Linked DNA regions of Mus musculus: all the other regions are linked to region 4. Evidence: chromatin contacts called from public promoter capture Hi-C data. All regions are on one chromosome and are shown on one strand. Each heading gives the region's core, a stretch centred on a gene start, on an enhancer-like site or on the middle of the called end of the contact. The rest is flanking DNA. Distances are from core to core; before and after follow the strand shown. Region 1 holds the start of Scai (suppressor of cancer cell invasion). Region 2 holds the start of Ppp6c (protein phosphatase 6, catalytic subunit). Region 3 holds the start of Ggta1 (glycoprotein galactosyltransferase alpha 1, 3). Region 4 holds the start of Pdcl (phosducin-like). Region 5 overlaps Dab2ip (disabled 2 interacting protein). Region 6 holds the start of Golga1 (golgi autoantigen, golgin subfamily a, 1). Region 7 holds the start of Dab2ip (disabled 2 interacting protein).

Region 1 (3,029 bases), core at 501-3,000, 1.8 Mb after region 4:
ACACTCACACTCACCTGCACACAAAAACACATACTGATCTACAAAAAATTCAGTTCCTCAGGTGTGCTAGCCAACCTTGTGGGTGTGCAGTAGCGCTACGTTGAGTCTGGGAGTAGACATGCAGGCCTAAAAAGTGGCAAAGCTATTTGGCAACTGCCCACTCCCACCACTGGCATTTGTATCTATGATTGAGTTTATCTGTATATTAACGTCCAAAGTATTAGTTATGAGAATGGTGCTACGGGCTGCAACCTCATTACTGTAGCTTACTCTCTCAATTCCAATGTAGGTAAAGAAAGGAAATCTTCAAATAATTAAATAAAATTGTGATGTAGTACCTAACAAATGAAATACACTAAAACATATTTGTGGGATGAATACTCTTCTTCATTGCCTAAGGAAAAATTCAGTTGTCTGCGGCCTATGTAAGTCCTTAGTTACTACTTTTGTATTAAGCATCTCAGTTTATTAGACTTTATAAAGAAAGAGAGAGAAAGCCAGGAGTGGGACTCTGTTCAACTGTGTATGTATTAGAAGCATTACAGTATAAAGAACATAAACTTTGCATTCAGACAACCTGGATTCAAATCCTGGTTCTATCATTTATTACATGTGTGATCTTTGTTTGCTAAGTATTGGCTACTCTATGGTTCAGTTCCCTCTTTTGCAAAACTGTCACAGAAAATAACACAGAATTTGTATACGACACTTGGCACACAGTAGCTGTTCAATGACAATCTCCGTTAGAGATGCCAAAGTTGAAATTAAGACTAAAGTCGAAAGTGGGGCTTTCTTAATGTTTCCCCATTTCCCGTATCATATACCTGCAAGGGGTTGGAGGTGGTGGTAATTTGAAGTTCTCAAAGGGAATACCTTTCCATGCTGTCGAATTTACTAAAAAAAGGACCTAAATAAGAAACTTTATCTACTCACCACGTAATTATGCAGCACAGGGGCAGCCAAGCAAACAGGAAAAACACGAAGCTAGAGAGGAAGGCATTTGCCTTACCTGCTTTTCCGTTTTCGGGGTGGTTTCTCCACTGTGCCAGACAGTCTACAGACCAAACAAATGAGACCCGTAACTAAGACAACACACCGTTTGCCTTGCCTTGCCTGTGGGGCACTTCATGTACCACCCTCGGGGGGCCACAGGCTGACCACAGGTTGGCTCTGCCTACCCGTGACCTTACAGACACCCCACAGGCAGGGCTTCCTTCCCTCCCACGACCAAGCGCCTGGGACTCACTAGTCCCCGAATGCTCTCGGTTCCCTGCCCCAAACGTTCGGCTCCCCCAACCACCCGCCAGGTCGGCCTCATTGTCTGCCCAGAGCCGCAGGCCCCCCTAGCTCCCCTCAGACACGGCCCCGCCCCTCAGACCCGGTTCCCCGCATTCCTTGGCTCCCCGGTGGGGCGCGCGCCCTCCGCTCTCGCCCAGCGCGCCCTCGCTCGCTGCCCCGAGAGCTGCTCTCCCTTGGCGCCCCCGAGATGCTGAGTGCCTGTACCCCCGCCCCTTCAGGGCTCGGCGCCTAGACACCACCGCCGCCACCCCCAGGCCCGCTCTCTGGGCCCCTCGCCCCTAGCCTCCGCCTCGCCACGTAGCCCACCCCACCTGGGGGCCAGGCGACTCCGCGGCTGCTGGGACTGCCGGGCTCCTCTGACCATCCGGCTCCTGCTCCGCCGCGGGAGATGCTCCGGCGGCCGCAGGGCTCGCTCGGGAAGCTGAAGCGGCGGAGGCTGGAGTAGGCGGAGAGACAGGAGGAGGGCCTTGCGCCCCGGCCAGGCTTGCCGCGGGGCTCGGGCCCGTCCCCTCCTCGCCTCTCCTCGGTTTCTATTGGCCACAACGGCAGGGTATCTAGAAATCCGACCGCTGATTGGGTGCTTAGGCCGTCATGTCCCGCGTGGCCCACCCCGAGGTTTGGTTGAGACTGCAGGTGGCGGCAGAGGTGCCTTAAAGACTGCTAGCAGAGCGAGAGGAGCCCTGAGCGCCTCCGTGTGCCAGAACGGGGACTTACATCTCCGGCGCCAGACACCTGCCTGCAGGTTCTCTTTGGCTGGCATCCTGCATCCCTGACACCTCCCAGACACCTGCTATTTCCTCCGCCTCCGCACTGCTCCAGAACCAAAATCAAGCGCAGCACTTTCTCCAGATATATTCAGAAGTTCGAGGGCAAAGCAGCTCTCTCTCTCATAGTCTTCTGAATCACCTCGAATGCGGCTTAATGTCACCCTTCAAAAGGGACTCGGTCTCAAATTGTAGGGATCAAGCAGTTTGGCTGCAGGAAAGATCCTAAGCTTGGATGCAAGCTTGTAAGAAAGCAGAATTTCTTTAATTACCTCGAAAAAAAAAACAACAACAACAAACAGCATTGCAAAAAGAACCAATTACAATAACCACAAGGAATGTATTCCATTTTGAAAAGCCTAAAAAGAACTGCTTCTTGTATAAGCTAGCCATTCTGTGCCATTCCAGATGATTAAAAAATCTAACCAGCTAATCATTTTTGGTATAAAATTTCACTGCATTTTTTGACAGACCTAAGCATGCAAAACATTACATGCATAAGCATGTAAATACAATTAATACTAGTAATCTTTTCTATTCTGCTCTAACAAAAAGCTATCTTTGAAAATATAGCAGATGTATATGTAATGCACCCGAAGAATTTAATTCTTAAGATCTATGCAAATCTGTCTGGCAGATTCTAAGTTCATTCCTTCCATTTGGGAGAAGGCATAAAACTTTCTCTTGGGCCATTTTCATTTTATTAGAACACATTTTGTTAAAACACACACCAACAATGTAGTGGCAGATATATGGCTCAGCAGAGTAAAAGGTGCTTGCTGTTCAAGCCTGATGTTGTGGCTTGTCCTCAAACCCAGAGGAACGCTTTCGATGACTCTCTGACCTCCACATGCACATGACACACACACCTGCACACACACAGCACACAATAGCAAATAAAATGCATGAGACGTATCTCACAAATCTCCACAAGTGGATAGTATCCCAAATATTGAGATAACTACT
Region 2 (3,070 bases), core at 319-2,818, 1.9 Mb after region 4:
CCAGAAGAGGGCATCAGATTCCTTGGAACTGGAGTGACAGGATGTTACAAACTATCATGCCCTTGCTGGGAACAGAATTTCCAGGTCCTCTGGAAGAGCAGCCAAGTGCTCTTAACCATTGAGATATCTCTCCAGCCCCAGCAAGAACTATATTAAGATCTTATCTCAGGAAGAAAGCAAAAACAAGACAAAACAAAATTACCAAGCAGGAAGACAAGGCAAATGCCTGATTCAGGTGGCTGAATATGAACACCAATCATGTAACACAGGCAGTCAGTATGTAAGTTACAAGCTATGTACTTTCACACAACCAACACTTGAGGTCTTAAACATTTTGCATACTTGTTGGCTGATTTAAATATAAACTTCATGTACTAGATGAGACAAGAAAACAGACACAGAGCAAAATCTTCACAAGAGAAATAAAATTCGTTAGGAAAAAGGCAATTTTTTTCTTGAAAAAATTGTTTTAAGCCTGTGGCTTAAAAATATTACAAAAACAGCATGAAAAAAAAATTCAAATGATCGAGAGTGACTGACTACATAGCAAATCAAAGTTAACGGAATAAAACAGACATTAGCAACCATCGGATAAACACCAACGTGGTCCTAAGCACTAGTTTTTGCAGAAACAAAATACGGTTGATAACAGTGGTACACCAACGGCTTACTTCTTTACTGCATTAACTTAGCCTGAACTGAGTAAGACCTCCTTTGGAAAACCAAGAAAACGACACCTTGAGTTACAGGGGAACAGCTCAGAGGTCATAAAAACATTTGAACTTATTGATAAGCAACTGCTTATTCACTTAAATAGCTCAACAACGGGCTAAGAAATGAGATCCACATCCAAATCATCAGAAGAAAACTACCACTCCTAAGAAGCAATTTAGGGGAGTGGTGAAGCTGAGGCGACTTGTCATTCTCTCCCATTATGGTCGCATCGATCCCGCCCACCGGCTTCCACCTCTCAGGGACTTAAACACACCGCGGCCGCGTCCCTGGAGCAGACAGCGGCTCCTGTTACCTCTGCTGGGAGGACCCCATCCCGGGAGCACTACCCGCTCGGCCCGGCTCCGTCTCCGGGAGGCCGAGCGAGTTAGAGTGAGAGTCTTTAAGCTCGGAGTCCCGTGAGGGTCAGGGGATCGTGACATCCCCCGGGATCTCCCCTCAAAGAACTGGACAGCATTCGGGGGATCCGGGCTCCCCTGGTTCTCCGCGTCACGCCGCCTCGGACCCGGTCCTCTCGCACCGCGGAGCGCCCTCCGCCGCGCCAGGATCGGGCGCCCGGTAGGGATCCCGCCGAGGGAGAAGGGCGGGCCGGCGGGAGCCCCGCAGCCGGAAGGGGCTTGCCTCGCAAGCTGGACGGCCTCCGGCCCGGCTCACCTTCAGGTCGTTCTCGGGAAGGTACTTGCACTGCCGCGCTATCTCCACATACTTGTCCAGATCCAGCGGCGCCATTTTAGGAAGAACAAGCCGCGGCGACAGCAGCGGCAGCGGCTGTAGTAGCGGAGGCAGCGGCGGAGGCCGAATCCGGAACCCTCCTTACGTCACGTCCGATCCGTGAGTGGCGTCTGCGAAGCGACGTAAAAGCCTGACCCGTTCCGCTCTCTCTCTCAGGCGGAATTCCGGGCCACGGATCTATCTCCAAGAGAACCCGGAGGTCCTTTTGATAAAACCTACTGGGACCCGTAGCTCTCTGCCGCGGGGCGTGCTGGGATTTGTAGTTTTAGTAAAATGCTCTTCCTTTCCTATCCTTGGCAACAGACTTCACCTCAAATGAGGCTTTTTCTAAGGAAGACCATGAAGTGGTTAACTAAGAATTCCCTGGCTCTCACTCCTACCCTGTAAAGTATCTTCAGTTAAAGTTAAGAGTTACTGTTACCGCCTTTCCAGGACTACTGAAGACCTGGCCTAGACAACATTTGAAACAAACTTAACACCACCGGTTCTCTGGCTGGGGGGTGGGGTGGGTGGTGGGTGGGGGAAGAAACAAACAATAAAGCATTTCTTATGCCACATTCTGTACAAATACTGGCACTTTTTTTTTCTCCTGTTCAATTCTTGTAAGACTGTAAGAATGCAAAGTTTGCATGTGTTATTTGCCCCAAAATCTCAAAGGAAACAGAAAAGATGGATCCTAGACTGAAAAACAGGCTACTGACTTAATCCGGTGAGTTCCAGGAGGGGGCCGGAAAGGTTTTTTTTTTTTTTTTGTCGTATCCCAGTGCCAAGAACAGTTCTTGACACCTACTATAGCTTTAACATTGGTCCATTTGACAACTCTATATTGAATAGCAACAAAGTACAGATACACTTATAGGCAGTTAGAATAACCAATGGCTGCAATAGACAAAAATCTCTATCCTTGGGGCTGGAAAGAGTGCTCATTAGTTAAGAGCACTAGCTGTTCTTCCAGAGGATCCAAGTTCTATTACTAGCATCTACGTGGCTGCTTTCAAGTCCAGTTACGGGAGATCAGACACCTTCTTCTGGGCACTGTGTGCATGTGGTACAGAAATATATTTGCAGTCAAAATAAATAAAATAATAAAAAATAATGTATTAAAAAATCTGTCCTCAACTTGCAATTTAATTCTGTTAGAGATAACCGACAAATATAATAAATTACTCAGAGCATGTTAGAAAGTGATAATTTAAGGAAAACATTCCAGCATAGTAAGGAGGATGGGTTGACACAGGATTCAGAATTAACCTGACCATAGTGTACCACATATTTGACCACAGCAGTGATGAGGCAGCTGGATAACTGTGAGTTCTAGGATAGCCTAGTCTATGTAGCATGTTGCAGGTCAACCAGAAGACCTTGTCTCAAAAAAAAAAAAAAAAACACAACAACAACAAAAACACAGCAAAGTTGGGAAGGTGGGAAGTTGTATGGAAGATATCTGATGCATTTCTAAGCTTATTTGGAGCTTTTGTGGAAGAGCCATACCATAGTGGCTGGAGCTCAGAGGAAGAAATGAATACATAGATTTATTTTCCTTTTGATGCAGTGGACAACTGTTGTAGGATTTTAAACATGCAACATGATCAAACTTATTTGGATT
Region 3 (3,300 bases), core at 645-3,144, 1.9 Mb before region 4:
CTCTCCAACTATTGAATTATCTGAAGGCTATGCTCCAGGTTCCCAGCTTTTGTGACTTGTCACCTGTCCTTTGATGATACAGCTATCCATGAGTCATGTATACTTCTGTAAGTAACCCCTCACCTATATTCCCATAAATAACATTAATAAAGCTCTGGGGTCCGCCAAGTTGGATTTTGGTGGTATCCGTATTTTGGTCTGCCCTGGACTCACTATCCAGGTGAGTAGACAGGTGTGCTGTATCCCCTGGCAAAAGTTTTGTCACACAAGACTTCAGCCACTTCTCAGAAAATGACCAGCCTAGACCAAACACAAGGACTGTCCCTCTAAAAACCTTCCAACTCATTAAAACCAAGAATGCTTACGGTTTATGTATTTTAGTGTACGTAAATTAGAGTGTAATTAAAAATTAGTAAATAACTTGTAAAGACCCCTGATTATTTATCAGAAAGCATATTCACTTCAAAAAATAATATTTATACCTGAACTGCACCTGTTGAAATGCTCAGCCCCACCCACTACCTCTTCCCTTCCACTCTCCCCAGCCCTTCCCCCCAGAGTCATGCCATCTGTTCCTTAGTCGTTTTCTTGCCATGGTGGGAGATGCTGAATAGAAAGTGAGCAACCAGGTTGTGGTGGCATACGCCTTTAATCCCAGCACTTGGGAGGCAGAGGCAGGGGAATTTCTGAGTTCGAGGCCAGCCTGGTCTGCAGAATGAGTTCCAGGACAGCCAGGGCTACACAGAGAAACCCTGTCTCAAAACAAAACAAAACAAAACAAAACAAAACAAAACCACACACTCCAAACAAACAAACAGGAAGCACACAAGCCTTAGAGGCTGGCTGGAGTGCATTCCAACCTCAGATTCAATCCAAACCCTGAGCACCCATAAACCAGTGACTTGGCTTCTCCCAACTTTGATTTCCTTCTCTATAAATCCAGCCAACAGTGCCAAGCTTATCCTGTTAGGCTGGGGAACCTAAGAGACCCATGTACACTAAAAGTTTCACCAAGACCCAGAAGTGCACAGGGAATAAAACCCATGGTCAGCCCCTGGCTCAGAAGTGTCAGAAACCGGGCAAATGGCTGCTCAGAGTCAGTATGGCCAGTGCAAGGCGGCCTTTCCTGCTCTGTGACTGAGAAAGCTTCCGGTAAAGTTTAGCCACAGGGGGCCATTGACAGTAATCAATTGATCTCCCGCCTTCTGATCTCAGGCATTCCACTGAAAACTGACCCTAATCACAGGGAATGGGGACAGGAGGCCTCCCCAAAACATCCTCTTGGGGCGTTCCTAACACAGAAAGTAGAAATAAAAGAATCGGTTCTATGTAGTAAGATCACAGGAGCAGGAGCCAGGGTCTCCAGGTACCCCTCCTAGGCCATTTGGGGCCTGCGCCAATACTCAAAGTCCCTGGAACCAGGTAATCCCAAGTGAAGTGTTCAGCCCTGCATTTAGTCACCAGACACCTGTTACTTGCAAAAGATAGCTTGGACCCGCACGCGGCTCCCATCAGGAAGAAGCAACTACTCCCAAAAATAACTGTAAGGAAGCACTATCAAAAGGCAGAGACTCCCGTAGTCCTGATGCCCCAATCCCTGGACAACCCGAGCCATGGCGAGCCCCCTCGCCTTTGCCTACCCAGAGCCTGAGAGCGCGAGGTCTTCAGCAGAATCGGTACTTCTCATTCCAAGAAGAGTCTACAAGGGAAGGTGTCAGCCAGCTAAGAAAAGGCAGGGCTAGGGCTCCACCCAGAATCTCCAGCCTCCTAAGACACACCTATCTACCTCCGGGCGAATGAAAGAGGCAGTCAGATCTGTTCTGGGGCCGATAGTGGCCCAGACAAGCAAAACTACAAAAATAAGAGTCCCTGGGGTCCTTCCTGAGGGAGGAGCTAGTGGCGTTGACATCCCCGCCCTCCTAGCCTCTTCCTGGCCCCCGCAGCAAGGAGGACAGCACTCTCTCCAGTCTCTGTTCTCTCTCCTCCGCGCCCCCCCCCCACAACATTATTTCCCGCTTTGCTGTTTCTTGGATGATTTTCAAGAGTTTGTGCAATCGCATATGTATGAAAATGCCATAATGAAACACAGTACTTTGCATGCAAAATAAATATAAAATAATAAAACGTTTGTGTGTGTGTTTTGTTGAGAGGTTCCCCTGCCATCTTCAAACACTTGATGGTGTCTCCTTGCAGTGGGAACGAGGTGGTTTGAAAAGTTGTGACGAGATTACCTCCCATCACCCAACACAGCAAAGTTAGTGCCTGAGACTTTGCCCAGGCTTGATTTTGGCTTGGTCCTTCCTTCACTGTTAGGAGTCTGTCTGTCTCTCAAATTCGAGTGTCTCTCACTTTGCCCCTACCTGCACCCCTTTTCCATCTTGTCCATAAGAAGAGCCAACCCGCCCTGTCCTAACTACAGTAGGAAAAGACACCTCCTGCTTTCTACACTCACTGGTTAGTACCGGTGGTCCCAGGATCTGATCTGCCCTACTCGCCCTGCCCTGCCCTGCCCTGCCCTGTGCTGCCCTGTGCTGCCCTGAATATCAGCTATTCGGATAGCGAGGGAAGGTGGCGGGAGACCCCAGTAAGCAAACAGATGCAGCGACACTGTTCAGGGTGGGACAGAGCCTAGAGTTCAGAAGTGGATACAGAGGAAATGATCGAGTGACCAGGACAAAAGCAAGGACCGAGGTAGGGCTGGGCCGGAATAGCGGCGCTCCCGCTCGCCCACACCTCCTCCCCACTGAAGCCCTCGCGTGGCTTCAGTGTCAGACGCCCGGCGGGACCCACCTGATCCGCAAAAGCAGGCCGGGTGTGTGTTGTCTGCTGCGCTGGAGACGGGACCACGCGGGCGGGCGGGCGGGCGGGCGGCGCCCTGCGCTGTAGGAGACCCGGCCGCTGCTCTGTCCGGGTGTGTCGGGTGGGGTGCGCGCCTCTGGCCCCTGCAGAGCTCGGCGGCCTAGGGCGCAGGCAAGTGGCGTGCGCCGACCCGAGGAGTGGGAGCCTAGAGAGTCCACTCCCACCCCCACCCCCAACACAACGTCCGGCGTGATGCACGTGTGATGCATCGGGTGTCCCTCACTTTACCCCAACCTGCACCTCTTTCCCATCTGTGGGAGGAGTGATGTTTCATCTCCACTCAGGCAGAAAAAAGCCTGAAACCAGCAAAAAAAAAAAAAAAAGAAAAGAAAAAGAAAAAGAAAAGAAATCGCTCACGGCCGCCTGTGTCTTCTGACCTGCCCATGGTGATAGGGGCTGCAGAGGAGGAACTACGGGTGTGTGTGTGGGGGGGGGGGGGTG
Region 4 (2,891 bases), core at 243-2,742:
CATTCACTCCTTGCCTCACTAAGAGCCTAGATACATGGTCTCAAGCTGGACCAATTATAACCAGCAAGTCTCCACGACAAAACTTAAATAAGAGCCAGATGGTTAAAGAACACCTAGGACCCAGATGTTTTGGGAAAAGGTACAGTTCAGTGCTTTAGAAGTCTGTTTAAGACTCCAGTAGCGCAGGGCAGTGGTGGCCCACGCCTTTAATCCCAGCATTTGGGAAACAGAGGCAGGCAGATTTCTGAGTTCGAGGCCAGCCTGGTCTACAGAGTGAGTTCCAGGACAGCCAGGGATACACAGAGAAACCCTGTCTCAAAAAAAAAAAAAAAAAAAAAAAAAAAAATTAATTAATTAATTAAAATAAATTAAAAAAAGACTCCGGCAGGAATGACTAGTCAAAAACAAAAACAAACAAACAAAAACGTCCTTCCTCTAAGCATACCAAATATCAACACTGCGCTGCCTTCAGAAGAGACTTAACATATGGTATTTACTCTATTACAATTTACCTCTCTCCCACACAGCAGATTCCAGTCAGGACAGAGCACTGTGCACGCTGAACAGCAACCAAGAGGAAAGTGCCAGCACCAGGGGAAGGAAGAAAACTTTTACAATTTCCTTGTCTGGGATGTGCCAGAGGGCCACAACTCGGTCCGATGAGTGAAAAACGGGGCCAGAAGAGGAGGAGTGTACTGAGGAGACTGGGCTGCTGAGAGGTGAGAACACTGGCAGACAGAAGTGGCATGCACCCGCAGTGCAGAAAGTAAACCTCAAGTGGGGATAGTAAACTTGAAGAGGTGGAGGATCATGAAGAGGGTGGAGCTAAGGAGAGGCACAGAAAAGGAGGAGCAGTGATATGGGCAGGGCCAGTGAAAGGCTTCCAAGAGAGGCAGTTAAGAGTGTTAAGAGAAAGTAGGACAGTGAAGAAGACAGGGCTGCACAAGTGGAACACAGAAGGGCGGGGCTAAGCTTCCAGGAAGGCGGAGCTTATGGGACAAAAGGGCAGGGACAGGATGTTAAGTAAAGCAGAGCTGTAAGGACGGAGTGGAGAAGGCGGAGCCATAAGGAAGGTGGGGCTGAGGAGGCGGAGTAGCGAGGAGGACAGGGCAGGGGAGGGCACAGTGAAGAGGGCGGTACTGAGGAGGGACGCTCCGAGTCTCCAAAGGAATTTGAGAAGTACAGAGGAATTGGGATCCAGGAGCCGGGAAGCAAAGTAGTTCGCCCAAGGCGCGTAAACTCCTGCCCCACCCATGTCTAGGCCCGCCGCTTCCTCCTTGCCGACGCCTGCGCAGTTAGTTACCTCGCCTCGCTCAGTCTGCTCCTTCTAGACTAGCAGCTCCTGTCACCAACAAAGGACGCTCGCCTAGAGAAAGAGAAGTGGCCGAAAGCCTTGAGCGACAGAGAAAAAGCTGCCGTGGACTCTGCGGACCAATCACACGGCCTTCCGGCGTCGCGGCGGACGCACGCTACCCAATCACAAGAAGCTTATCTCGGCGTCTGAGGAGGAGCTACGGGTCTTAGCTTAGGACAAAACTCGTAGATGTGTATTTCTAGTTAAATATGAAATTTTTATTAACTTACGTTCCAAGTTTCGAGACAAATTACAAAGGAATATTAAGGCGAAAAATAACTCGAAAACATTAACTTCTTCAAGAATAAGTAACTCAAAGAACAGAAGTTGTATGACAACCTGAATTGGATTGCTGGACTGGAAACGAGCATGGACAACTGAAGAAATTTGAATAACTCTTATCAACTAATGTTAGTCAAATAGTTGACTCTGTAGTTTACAGAGTTTACAACAGTTATGTATAATGATTACCTTTGAAAATTCTAGATTAAAAAAAAAGTCAAGGAAACTACCCTATGTTTGAAAACTTTTGTTAAACCTCAAATGATTTCAAACTGCTTAGTTGGCGTGTCTTGTACACAACTGTGAGATTGCAAATTAAACCGTGTGCTAATTAAAACATATCAAATTTGCTCGATTTGTATAAAATGCAGCGTTTAAGATAGGGCTCTTAATTTGAAAAGGGGGTTTCTTGATTCCTGTTTCTAGGACCACCTAGATGTTACTGCAAATTTGTCTATGTTCACATTTTAGAATTTCATCTTCTTGCCCCAACTGGGTGGTGGGGGTGATGGAGTGGGAGAGCTGGATGAGCCATCAGACCTGACTAAGCTTCCAACGTCCACCCATTTGGCCCAGGATTGGGCTAGTATTTGGGCTAGACTCAGAAATGCAAGGTACCTCCCCATGCCATCCCACCCCCACTGCTACCCCTGCCATGCAAGTTCTGTGCAGGGATAACATACTGTGGCCCCCAGGTTGAAGGGTGCCCAGTGCCCCCAAGTTAACCTGGAGACCTAACCTGAGGGCTAGGCAAGAGCTGGAGTGGAGAAAAACTCAAATGGGACCTGGGGCTTTTCCTGGACCGTCTCTTTGGAAAGATGTCAACTGAAAGGAAATAAAACTGTAATTCATGTAATGTATGTTAAATAGCCCAAAGAGTTGTTTCTGAGCTTTGAAACCTGGGGCTGAGAACATAGCAGAACAGACCAGGACATGCCCGGGCAAGCCCATCGCCTCCCTAGCTCCCACCCCTCTGACCTAAGTTAAATGTTACAGGCTGCTGATGTTTAAATGGACCAATCATGTGAAACCGCGCCAATTCCTCCCCCAGCCCCACTCCTTTTCTATAAAAACCCCTAGCTTCCAAGCCTCGTGGTCGAATCCACTGTCTCCTGTTATGTGAGATACGTTTCGACCCGGAGCTCCGCCATTAAAAACCTCTTGTTGTTACATCAAGGTGTTGTGTTCTATTCGTGATTCTTGGGTGCACGCCGAATCGGGAGCTGAGTGGGGGTTTCCCCACTGAGTTCTTTCA
Region 5 (3,252 bases), core at 91-2,590, 1.7 Mb before region 4:
CTCTTTGTGCCAGGTGCTTTGTTTTCGGAATCAGAAGTCTAAGAGGCAAGCTTGCTTCAGTGCTGGGTAAAGGGTGTAGAGGGCTTGCTGTACTTATCTAAGGTCCTGAGGCTAGTACAAAAGAACTGCCAGCCTCACAGCTCTTAAGTCCTCTGGTGGACACAGCCTATTGAGGACTGGCTGGCATCTCCTCTCGGCTGGGTTGGGTAGGCTGTTCTCTTAACCATGGGTAAGAACTACTGAGTGTCCAAGAGAGCACGACACATAGAGTCCTGCAGCATCTCTAGGTCCCTGGCACTGATGACACAGATGTGCAAGTGAAGCCTTCATGTGGGCCTGGCCACTGCTGAACTAGGCCAGAGGTAGAGGTTGTTAGACCCAAATCCTTGCCCATGACCATTGTCTCTGTAGCTCCTGAAGGGCAGACCTCTCATAGACAGCCCAAGTGCCAAATACACACATTCATTGAGCACCTATTGCATACCCATTGAGCACCTACTGCACGCCGTGTACCGTGCCAGGTGCTGGGATAATAACTCTGGCAGGGCACTTCATGCTTCCCACGGCTCCTCTGGATCTCATTAGGAGGTTGAATCTCTCCAATTGGATATTTATTTTCTTGTTTTCCAAGTAAGGAGACTGAAATAGAGAGGAGAGTGGCTTTGAGGTGACACCCGCAGCCACCAGCAAGGAACCAAGCCCATCCTGAGCCTTGACCTCTCCCTGGGTTGAGGGTATACTCTGGGGACTCGCAGCTGTTTCTTCCCAAAACTACATGCTGAGATGGAGTTTCAGGAAGCCAGGCCCACAGAGAATCCGTATCCAGGAGAGCAGGACTCCTGGGGCCACAGGAAGCACCTGCCTGGTCCTTGTCTCCACCCAGCAGGAATTGGTTGTTGGGGACAATTGTCTGTGTTTGGGGCAAGTCTGAGGTAGAAGAACAAAGAGAACCGCCTCTGCCAATGCAGCTCTGACCTTGAAAACCCCGTGGAGCTTCATTTAGTGGAAAGAAAGAGGGAAGAATTGGTTACCAGCTTCAAAGCAGGGCAGGCGTCCTGCAAGCAGCATCGGTGGAAACCTTGCCTTTGTGAGTTCTTGCTGTTGAATTCTCTTTTTCAGCTTGACAGAAGTCCTGGGGATCTTTGTTTGGCTTGGCCAGAGTTGCAGAGATGCCAGGATCACTGCTAACCTTGCCTGGACACTCCAAAGGCCTAGCCTTTAAACAAAGGTCATACAGTGAATGATCTCAGAGACCTACACACAGGCTGAACGTTACCAACTCATATGTCCTGCTGTCAGAGTACCCACCTGTGGGAGGGGCCTAGGATCGAAGTGAATCAGTTTGTACTGGCTGGGGGCAGGGCTTTGCAAGGAAGCAGTGTTGCAATCAGGATATCCTGGGCGGGTAAAGCTGGGGCTGACCTTATTTATCTGCCGTTTTAGTCTTTATCCACACACATTGGCAGGTCTTTGCTGTGTGTCAGAACCCACTGTGACCCTAGGAGAGGGTTGGTATGTTGTGGGCCCTGCTTTGCCCATGTGACATAGGAACCCTAGCTGAGGCGCTTCACAGCTGTGGTGACAATTTCAACAGTTTGTAGGGTTGTGTCCTTCTGGGGTCAGAGATGGCTGCTGGGCTTTGGTGGCAGAACTTTGGGCATGGAAGAGAAAGTTCTAAACTTGGTTTTTGTGACATTTGAAAATTTCGCATCTTTAAATGTTGGCAATTGATTCAAAATTTAAAAATGTCATATACTGTGTGGTTAAACAAAACATGAATGTTGACCAAATACAGCCTGCCCTCCAGTAAGAATCCTTTATGGTATGGTTGGCTGGAGTCCAGGAGGCTAGACGGCACCAGGCCAGGCCTTCTCGTAGAGGGGCAGGGCAGAAACAACGGAACCCGCTACCGTTTATTTAGTAGACTGTGCTTGCCCGGCTGTGAGCTGGCTTGGTCCCAGTGGTGTGCAGTGCCACCCTGAGAGCTTCTAGCCATGTTCACTGCCCCCTGGGTACTTCCCCAGCCTTACTACATAAATGCCCCTTTGGCCAGACAAGGGCCCAGAGAAGAAAAGTGGCTTAAGAGACTCCCTGGTGATACCTGTATCTTGCTCTTAGGCAGTGGTGCAGCTACACAGCTGTGGGATGATACTGTCCACACATGTGACCTTGCTGCTGTTAGCACCTGCCAACAGGGCAGGGCAGGCCCTTCCTGTGCTGCTAAGGAGAGCCTTCTCAGGGACCTTGTGCCCCGTGCTCTCCACCTTCCATTGTAGGTTCCTGCTTCTCAGAGCCTAGATCACCTCTGGCCTGGCTAAGGCCTGTCCGGGCCTGTAGGCATAACTTTCCCTTTTGTCTTTCTCCATTGGTTGTCACACTTTCTGTAATCTGTGTTTGATTTACAGAAGATCACCTGGTGCCTGGTCCTTCAGACTGTCCTCCAGGCTTAAGAAACTAATTATTCCTATAGTGTATGCGAAGCCTTAGGGCTAGAGTCAGAGGCAGCTGACCCTCAAGGCATCAGACTACAGACTATAAGTCATCAACAAATTCCCTTACTATATAGAGACTACCCATAAGTTCTGTGACTGCAGAGAACCCTGACTAATACATTGGTGGAACCCCTACAGCCAGGTTTTCATCCTCAGTGTGCGGAAGCAGGAGGAGAATGGAGAGCACCCCACCACTGCCCCTGTATGGCCTTGAAGGGTCTACTACTCCCAAATGCCTGTATCTGAGGTGGGGCTCCTGAGTGTTTCCCAGCCCTGCCTTCTGGGTGCTGACCTGAGTCAGGCAGAGGTCAGGGGTGATGAGAGCCATATTAGCCAGCTCTTAATCAGAGCACTCATCTCTGCCCTCCCATTCTCTTTCTTTATCTTCACTTAGCCTTTTTCAATGCAGAGATAATTAAAACCAGAAGTACTCAGCAGATTCCCACCCCACCAAAACCACCCTTTCCTCTGGAGAAAGATTGCAGGGGCTCACAGAAAATACTGTCCCTGTGCCTGGACCAGGTGCCATCCTCCTGTCCTCAGTTTACTTGGTTGGAAGGCCATGCAGTTTGTGCACCCTTGCAGTGAGCATTCCTGCCTCGCCTACAGCCCACAGCAGCTGGGCTGGGGACGTTCTCTAGGTATTCTAGTCCGTCCAGGAGTGGCGGGGGTTCTGGAGCATGGCTTTGGAGCAGTTTCACAGAGTCCAAGGCAGGCAGGTTGCCTGTTTCATTCACTGGTGCAGACAGAACTCCCTCAA
Region 6 (3,197 bases), core at 41-2,540, 1.7 Mb after region 4:
CAGCCAGGGAAGGCTGCATAGTGAGATCTTGTCTCAAAAACAAAACAGGCCGGGTGGTGGTGGCTCACGACTTTAATCCCAGCCCTTGGGAGGCAGAGGCAGGCGGATTTCTGAGTTCGAGGCCAGCCTGGTTTACAGAGAGAGTTCGAAGACAGCAGCCAGGGCTACACAGAGAAACCCTGTCTCGAAAAACCAAAACAACAACAACAACAACAACAACAACAACAAAAAACCAAACAAAAACCAAAACAAAACAAAATAAAGCAAACTCCTACTGTTCTGTTTCAACCTTATCTTTTCACGTCTGTGCAGGATACACTCTGTTGTAAGATGACAGATGACGCCTTACCACTTCAGGTTAGCCATTAAGCCTATGAAATCCTTCAAAACTTTACCCCCAATATCTGTAAACCACTGTACTCACCTGTCTTATCTACTATATTTAAAAGAGTATGGAGGTCAAAGTCACTGCCCTGTGTAAAAACAAAGATAAAATAGGTTGGATATTTCAAGTGCCGGATGAAAACGTTCAGCGGGAGAGGGACAAAAGAAGGGGGGGGGGGCAGGGCTGAATAAGTGGGCAAATACACCTGGCCACTATTGTACTACTGTCAGTGAGACGCTCCTCAGTCCCAGTGGGCAGCCTAAGAATTTCCACCTTTAAGCAGAAAGAATTTCTTCTAGCACTGGTGCCAACACTCATGTCTCCCTAGGAGTTCTGAGCAAAACATCTCGAATTAGTTGCCGGCTTCCCAGTGACAATATTTAGTTTTCAGCCGATTCTCACAGCTGGTCAGGCTTGTGGTCTGGTCCCTGAGCCCTTACTCGCACTAAGTTGCTAGAACGACAGCAAAGTTCTGACAGATGGTTACGGTTCAGAGGTGCAGGTCACCGCGTTTTGGATCCCACTCCCTCTGGCTCGCTCTGGAGGCGCAGCCCTACTAGGGCTGTCAACCAAGGGAGGGGCTCAACCTCTGTTTGACAGTAGGGAGACTGCGCCCCTGAAAAGAGTGGCGGCTTGGCTTAGGTCGCGCAGGGCAGCTCCAGACCCCCAGGCCAAGGGGGCAGCCTTCGCCCCGAGTCCCCTGGCACCGTCCCCAGCCCTGGGTTGGGGTCCATTGTGTCCCCACCTCGCGGTAGAGCGCCGGAGGCCATGGGAGAGAGGGAGGCCTACTTGCGTCCAGGGACTCCAGTAGTGCACTTGCTGTGTGGGAGCAGCCACGCCTCCGCGGACTCTCGAGGGCGCTTGGCCCCCACCTCAGGCCGACGAGCCGAGCACCGACCCGGAACCGCACGTTTGCCGCGCGCCGGAAGTGGCAGCGCGTCGGCTTGGTTCTCAGCGCGCGCATGCGCCCGTGTGCGATTCAGCGGCGCGCAAGCGGGGGTGCTTGTGCCGTTGGGCTGAAACGGCTACCGGGCGCGGGCACCTCTACCTGTGTTGGCCGGCCACTGACACGTCAGCGAGAGGCACCGCAATCTGGCCGCCCTGGATCGGCACCTTCCCTTCTGAAGAGGGAGGAGCCCCGTGGCGTGCGGTACCCCAGGGCCAGCTTTGGGGCTACAGGAAAGTCTATGCTCAAAAAAACGACACCGGGCACCTCTCAATCCGAGTTGCTGTCGATCATGTTTCATACAACTGAAAGAAGTTTCTAGAACCTTTTATCCTAGTTCTGCCCAAGTAAGATTTTCGTATTTCTCAAGTTTCAAGCTACGCATTGTACATTATAGCAACTTCAGTCCTGCCCTAGAAGCAACCCCAGCCTGTTTTGTTGATTCCATCTATTCCAGTTTCCTCTTGTCCCAGTTGTAGCAACCAGTTAGGGAGAAAACAAATACTTTATAAACAGTAATCTCAATCTACAAAATAGTTATACGCGTTAATCTGTAACTCAAGACAGCTAAAGCGCCTAAGATTTACCCCAAACAAGGAAACAACTGTCAATACTAAAGAAATACACAAAACTTTAAGCAAATAATGTTTATTTTTATATTGATGATACACTTAATATATACGTGATTCAAGATACAAAATTCATTTACAAGAGTTCACACTAGATGAATGTATACACATTCCTAGAGAATATTTATCAATGCAAAATTCTTTATTACACTGACCACAAAAAACAAAAAAAACCCCACAGATATTCTGTAATCTTGTTATTTAACAAACATCAAAACAACGTTTTATTTTCCATCCTAGTATTTATGTGCCCTCAAAGTGACAGGCACTGTGTAACAGTTAAGAATATTGGAACGCCTATGGAATCTGCTCTGTAGAATCACAGTGTTTACTCTGAAATTCATGTAGTGAAGAAGTGAAAGGCTCTAATTGTTTATGACAAATCACATACACAAGAGTTAAGTGATCAACTCAAGAAAATAAATGTTCAAGAACTTGACAATTCCTAAGGTCTATAAAATGTTTACTGTAACAGACAAAACCAGAAAATGACTGTTGGAAAAGAACAAAAGCAAATTAAAATCCTTAAGAGAATGTATGGTTTAAGCAATTTAGAAACACCACAGACAAGACTTTTACAAATGTTCAAGTCAAATGATACAATAGAATTTTCCCCTTAGTCACTGTGGTAAAGTCTCTTCAAAATTGACCAGTAACACATAAAATTTGTGAATCTAAACAATCTACTGCATATCAGAGCTGACTGACAGGTTTATTTGAAAGTATTAACTCACAATACCCAAATTTTAATACAAATGAACAAGACTGTCTCATACAGGATAATAGTGATGTGTGAACAACTAGATAGGCAATCAGCTTTATTTGTACGACAGAGAGCACTTGAATAAGGATTGTTACATGAGAACTGTTGTGCTTCAATCTGTTGAGAGCTAATAAATATAACTCTATAATCCCTACAGGGTTACAATTCTATAACATTTCAGTTACAGACAAGCACATTTAAAAAAAAAGTGTTTCACACTATTAGAAAGTCAAGTATAGTTTCTGCTATTTCAACAAGTGCATTTCTGCCTAACATAGTGTAGACAACAGATTCACCATTAGTTTCAGGGTAAAAGAAGATCAACAGAACTTTTTAAAAAAAAAACCACCCAAAACCCTTGATTTAATTAACTTTTAGTGATACTTTGAATAAAGCTAATTGACACTAAGTCTTAAAATGGAAACTGCTCAGAAAATAACAAAGTTCTCTTAAATTAGTTATACTAATCTTTAC
Region 7 (3,085 bases), core at 522-3,021, 1.7 Mb before region 4:
CAGAGGGAAGGTAAGTGGGTCAGGTGCATGGACACCAGAACTTTGCAGGTGGAGACTTCAGCTTCTAAAACTAGCAAAGATGGCAGTGGAGATTGTTCACCACCACCACCACCACCACCCCTGCCCCGCCCCCGAAATGCTAAGGTGTAGCAGGGTGACTCTGCCCACAACTGGGCCTGGAATCTGGTGACTGGGTGCAGATTATTATAGTAGTATCCCAGTAGTCCCCTGGCTGGCAACCCTGTTTCAGCTTCCTGTGGGGCTGGCCTGTGCTATGGGAAGTGGGACCAGAAGACTGAAAGGCAGCGGACCCTTCTGCAGCTAGGTTTGGAGACCTGCCCTCCCCCCTTACCCTCCAAAGTCCCAGGATGGCGCCTGGCCTCCAGCTGTGATCCAGCACCCCCATCCTCTCCACTGACCTGGAGGCCCTCCCTCCTAGACTGAGGAGCCAGGAAGGGGGCTTCCCCTGTGAGGAGAAAAACCTGGCCTGGATTGTTACCTAGGCTACCCTACCCCACTCGAGATTGCCGTAAGTTCCTCCAGTGTCTAGCCTGTCCCATTTCCCATAAGAGTTCATGCAACAACCGTTGGCCAAGACCATATGCCCTTGTACTTTTTGTGTGATCGAGGCAAGTCTCTCTCTCTCTCTCTCTCTCTCTCTCTCTCTCTCTCTCTCACACACACACACACACACACACTTGAGCACACATCTTTTAGGGCCTCAGTTTCCCCATCTGACTTGAACTGGTAGGTGGTGTGGTCTGAATGTTGCTTTGGGGAGAGGGGAGAGAAATGGAGGTTACCTAGGACCAGGAGGGTAGACCTAAGAGGAGGGGAAAAGGAGGCAGGCAGATTGCTGGCCATTTTAAGAGAAGGACAGAGATGAGAGCCAGCAGCAAGTAGGGTTGAGGGGGGGATGGGTGGTTGGCGTGAGGCTGCCAGTGATTTGATTTTTGCAAGATTTCTGTTGCTTCAAATACCAAAGAGAGATGGTTGGGTTTGTAGCTATTATGATCGGGGGAGCCATGGAAGTTTCTGGAACTGCAGAATGACTTGGAGAAAGTCTTTCAGCTTGTGGTAGTAGAGGCAGGTGGTCATTCCTTTCCCAAGCCTCAGTTTCTACTCCCACTGTAGGGTAGAGATCTTACTACCTTCAGAAACTCACTAATGCTACTAAAAATGTCAGAGGGGAGGGAAAATTCAGGCACCTCTGGTGGTTTATGTGGGGGATGGGGCAAAGTGGCTTAGCAAAGCCCTCTGGTTGCACAGGTGTGCCTTGTATTCTATGTGCGCTTGAAATGCACACAATAATTTTAATGGTATGAAAGTCATATTTTTATCAGATGGAGACTGCCTTCTGTAAAGAGTAGCTAAGTATCTTAGGCAACAGAGACAGGCAGAACTCCGACCTGACTGAGGGGTAGGTGCAAAGCTTTGTGGGGCGCTCTGGTCTGGCCATGTTTCAGTCCAGTCACCCCCTTCCTCAGACTCTAATTTCAGGTGCCTAGCCTTGGTGTGTATGCATATATACATGCACCACTGCACCTGTGGCGGGATAGGGTGCTCCAGGCACCCCAAGTTGGATATGGAGTTTAGACATGGCTGTTGGGTATATGCTGTTATTGGGGTTCTTCGGACGGGACAGGGGCACTCTCGGGCCGCGTCGCCCGGACGACTCCAGGCCAGGATTTTGCCCGCACTGACTTTCCGGGCGGGTGCCAGCCCAGCCTCCCGGTCCCGGGCCCCCGCCGAGGGGCCGGCTGCTCAGGGCGGGGCGGGGGAGGCGGCGGAGGAGGAGGAGTTGGAGCTACTTTGTAGGGCAGCCTTGGTCTTGCCTGCTGCTGCACCAGAGCGCGGGAGAGAGTGCGGGGCGCCCGCCGGGCGGTCCGGAGCGGCCGATGGGGCCCGTGTGAGCGCCCAGGCCTGGCCCGGTGCCCGGCGGGCGGCAGCATGTCCGCCGGCGGCAACGCCAGGAAGAGCACCGGGAGGCCATCCTACTACTACCGGCTGCTGCGGCGGCCCCGGCTGCAGCGACAGAGGAGCCGCTCCCGCAGCCGGACCCGGCCAGCCAGGGGTAGGCGCCACCCTGACCCCAGACCCTTAGTCCCTCGCAACCCCGCACCACCAACGGATGCTTTTGAGGCTCCTGTGTCAATGGGTGATGGCTCCTTATCTGGAGCTACCGTGACTGTCCCATCCCCATTGCCCCAGCTTCTGTAGGGTCCTTCCTCTTGGGGGAAAGCGGGGTCCCTAATGTTTCCCATTATATCAGGACCAAAGAGAAAGGGGTCGGTCTGATATGCAGTTCCTCCGTACTTCTGAGTTCCGAATCCCATTCCACTGTGCATCAGTTTACTCAGCGCGCAGGCCGTAGTAAAGTAGTCGAAGTGGATCCTGACTTGCCTCCACTGTCTGCTACTCAAGCTTAGCGTGCTTCCAGTCCTGTCTTGCTTCCTCATCTTTTGGATGGAGAGCTGAGTGGGCTTCCTGTGGGGAGAGCCAGGTTTGTAGGGGCCTGGAGCCACTCTGAGTGGTCCTTGGAAGGGTACTTCTTTCAAAATGGGGAGGGAGAAATGCAAGCCTTTCTTCGAGCCAGTAATAAGATCTTCAGCTAGAGAGGCCCTAACGTTTCATGCTGACTTGTGCTGGGCTGGTAAGTAAGTAGGGTCAGGGGCTCCACACAGAGACTCTGCCAGGCCTGGGTTGTGTAAGGCCATAATGCTTCGGTGGCTTAGGCCCACTGAAGGTGTCTGTGATGCAGAAGCTGCCTTAGTTTACATCCTAAGGTTATCTGGGGCATGGGAAGCCTGGCCCCGGCCCAGCCTCACCACAGGCAGAATGTGCCAAGCCTGCCTGGAGAGGTGTGAGAGTGGCCCCTTGTTTATTTTTTAGGTTTGGGTCAGTGAAGCAGGCAGGCTTTAGTTTACTTCCCCCCAGAATGGAGAAGACGTTCCGGCCCCAGCGGTAGAGCCAAGTAACAATGTACAGGGTTTATTTAGGAAGTACTGAGTTCCCTGTGCACAGAGTTCAAGTTTAAGCTGTCTGACTCTGCCCACAGGTTTGTAAACTTAGTTTGAGGATTCCC

What was found. Promoter capture Hi-C pulls out the DNA fragments that hold promoters and counts their contacts. Capture Hi-C pulls out chosen DNA fragments and counts their contacts.
Region 1: a contact with region 4 is called in a promoter capture Hi-C map of pre-B cells, with 8 times the contacts expected there. The contact joins the promoter of Scai here to the promoter of Pdcl in region 4. A contact is called at or near these places in 8 of 39 promoter capture datasets (the C10 cell line, cranial neural crest, hippocampal neurons and 4 more), 1 of 484 Hi-C or Micro-C datasets (muscle stem cells), 1 of 115 datasets of contacts at active chromatin or transcription factors (astrocytes) and 1 of 9 other capture datasets (macrophages).
Region 2: a promoter capture Hi-C map of liver shows a contact between it and region 4, with 9 times the contacts expected there. The contact joins the promoter of Ppp6c here to the promoter of Pdcl in region 4. A contact is called at or near these places in 7 of 39 promoter capture datasets (the 3T3-L1 cell line, the C10 cell line, cranial neural crest and 3 more), 5 of 484 Hi-C or Micro-C datasets (CD4 T cells, LSK cells, muscle stem cells and 2 more), 7 of 115 datasets of contacts at active chromatin or transcription factors (astrocytes, double positive thymocytes, embryonic stem cells and 4 more) and 2 of 9 other capture datasets (adipose tissue and liver).
Region 3: a promoter capture Hi-C map of cranial neural crest shows a contact between it and region 4. The contact joins the promoter of Ggta1 here to the promoter of Pdcl in region 4. A contact is called at or near these places in 2 of 39 promoter capture datasets (the 3T3-L1 cell line and cranial neural crest).
Region 5: a contact with region 4 is called in a promoter capture Hi-C map of embryonic stem cells, with 2.8 times the contacts expected there. The contact joins the enhancer-like site here to the promoter of Pdcl in region 4. A contact is called at or near these places in 6 of 39 promoter capture datasets (the 3T3-L1 cell line, 3T3-L1-derived adipocytes, embryonic stem cells and 2 more).
Region 6: a promoter capture Hi-C map of adipose tissue shows a contact between it and region 4, with 10 times the contacts expected there. The contact joins the promoter of Golga1 here to the promoter of Pdcl in region 4. A contact is called at or near these places in 3 of 39 promoter capture datasets (hippocampal neurons, liver and pre-B cells), 2 of 484 Hi-C or Micro-C datasets (B cells and CD4 T cells), 1 of 115 datasets of contacts at active chromatin or transcription factors (astrocytes) and 2 of 9 other capture datasets (adipose tissue and liver).
Region 7: a contact with region 4 is called in a promoter capture Hi-C map of hippocampal neurons, with 3 times the contacts expected there. The contact joins the promoter of Dab2ip here to the promoter of Pdcl in region 4. A contact is called at or near these places in 2 of 39 promoter capture datasets (cranial neural crest and hippocampal neurons) and 1 of 115 datasets of contacts at active chromatin or transcription factors (astrocytes).

What each region holds. Positions count from the first base shown.
Region 1 is chr2:39,188,980-39,192,008 of GRCm38.p6, forward strand. It overlaps Scai (suppressor of cancer cell invasion), which reads right to left and starts at 1,751. Exons shown (of 18, transcript NM_178778.3): 1 at 1,611-1,751; 2 at 1,010-1,054. The coding sequence starts at 1,663.
Region 2 is chr2:39,224,781-39,227,850 of GRCm38.p6, forward strand. It overlaps Ppp6c (protein phosphatase 6, catalytic subunit), which reads right to left and starts at 1,569. Exons shown (of 7, transcript NM_024209.3): 1 at 1,387-1,569. The coding sequence starts at 1,461.
Region 3 is chr2:35,459,555-35,462,854 of GRCm38.p6, forward strand. Ggta1 (glycoprotein galactosyltransferase alpha 1, 3) reads right to left here and starts at 1,895. Exons shown (of 8, transcript NM_001145821.2): 1 at 1,641-1,895.
Region 4 is chr2:37,357,840-37,360,730 of GRCm38.p6, forward strand. Pdcl (phosducin-like) reads right to left here and starts at 1,493. Exons shown (of 4, transcript NM_026176.3): 1 at 1,304-1,493.
Region 5 is chr2:35,679,116-35,682,367 of GRCm38.p6, forward strand. The region is part of intron 3 of Dab2ip (disabled 2 interacting protein); the gene reads left to right. Among named protein-coding and RNA genes, the nearest start is that of Dab2ip, 59 kb to the left of the region's middle. Within about 2 kb of position 1,341, at least 195 of the 459 cell types and tissues checked have an H3K27ac peak or open chromatin away from gene starts, as enhancers often do. A contact at or near this core is called in embryonic stem cells and liver, where this site is marked.
Region 6 is chr2:39,064,251-39,067,447 of GRCm38.p6, forward strand. It overlaps Golga1 (golgi autoantigen, golgin subfamily a, 1), which reads right to left and starts at 1,291. Exons shown (of 23, transcript NM_029793.2): 1 at 1,131-1,291; 2 at 425-473. It overlaps Scai (suppressor of cancer cell invasion), which reads right to left. Exons shown (of 18, transcript NM_178778.3): 18 at 1,964-3,197.
Region 7 is chr2:35,620,210-35,623,294 of GRCm38.p6, forward strand. It overlaps Dab2ip (disabled 2 interacting protein), which reads left to right and starts at 1,772. Exons shown (of 16, transcript NM_001114124.2): 1 at 1,772-2,074. The coding sequence starts at 1,951.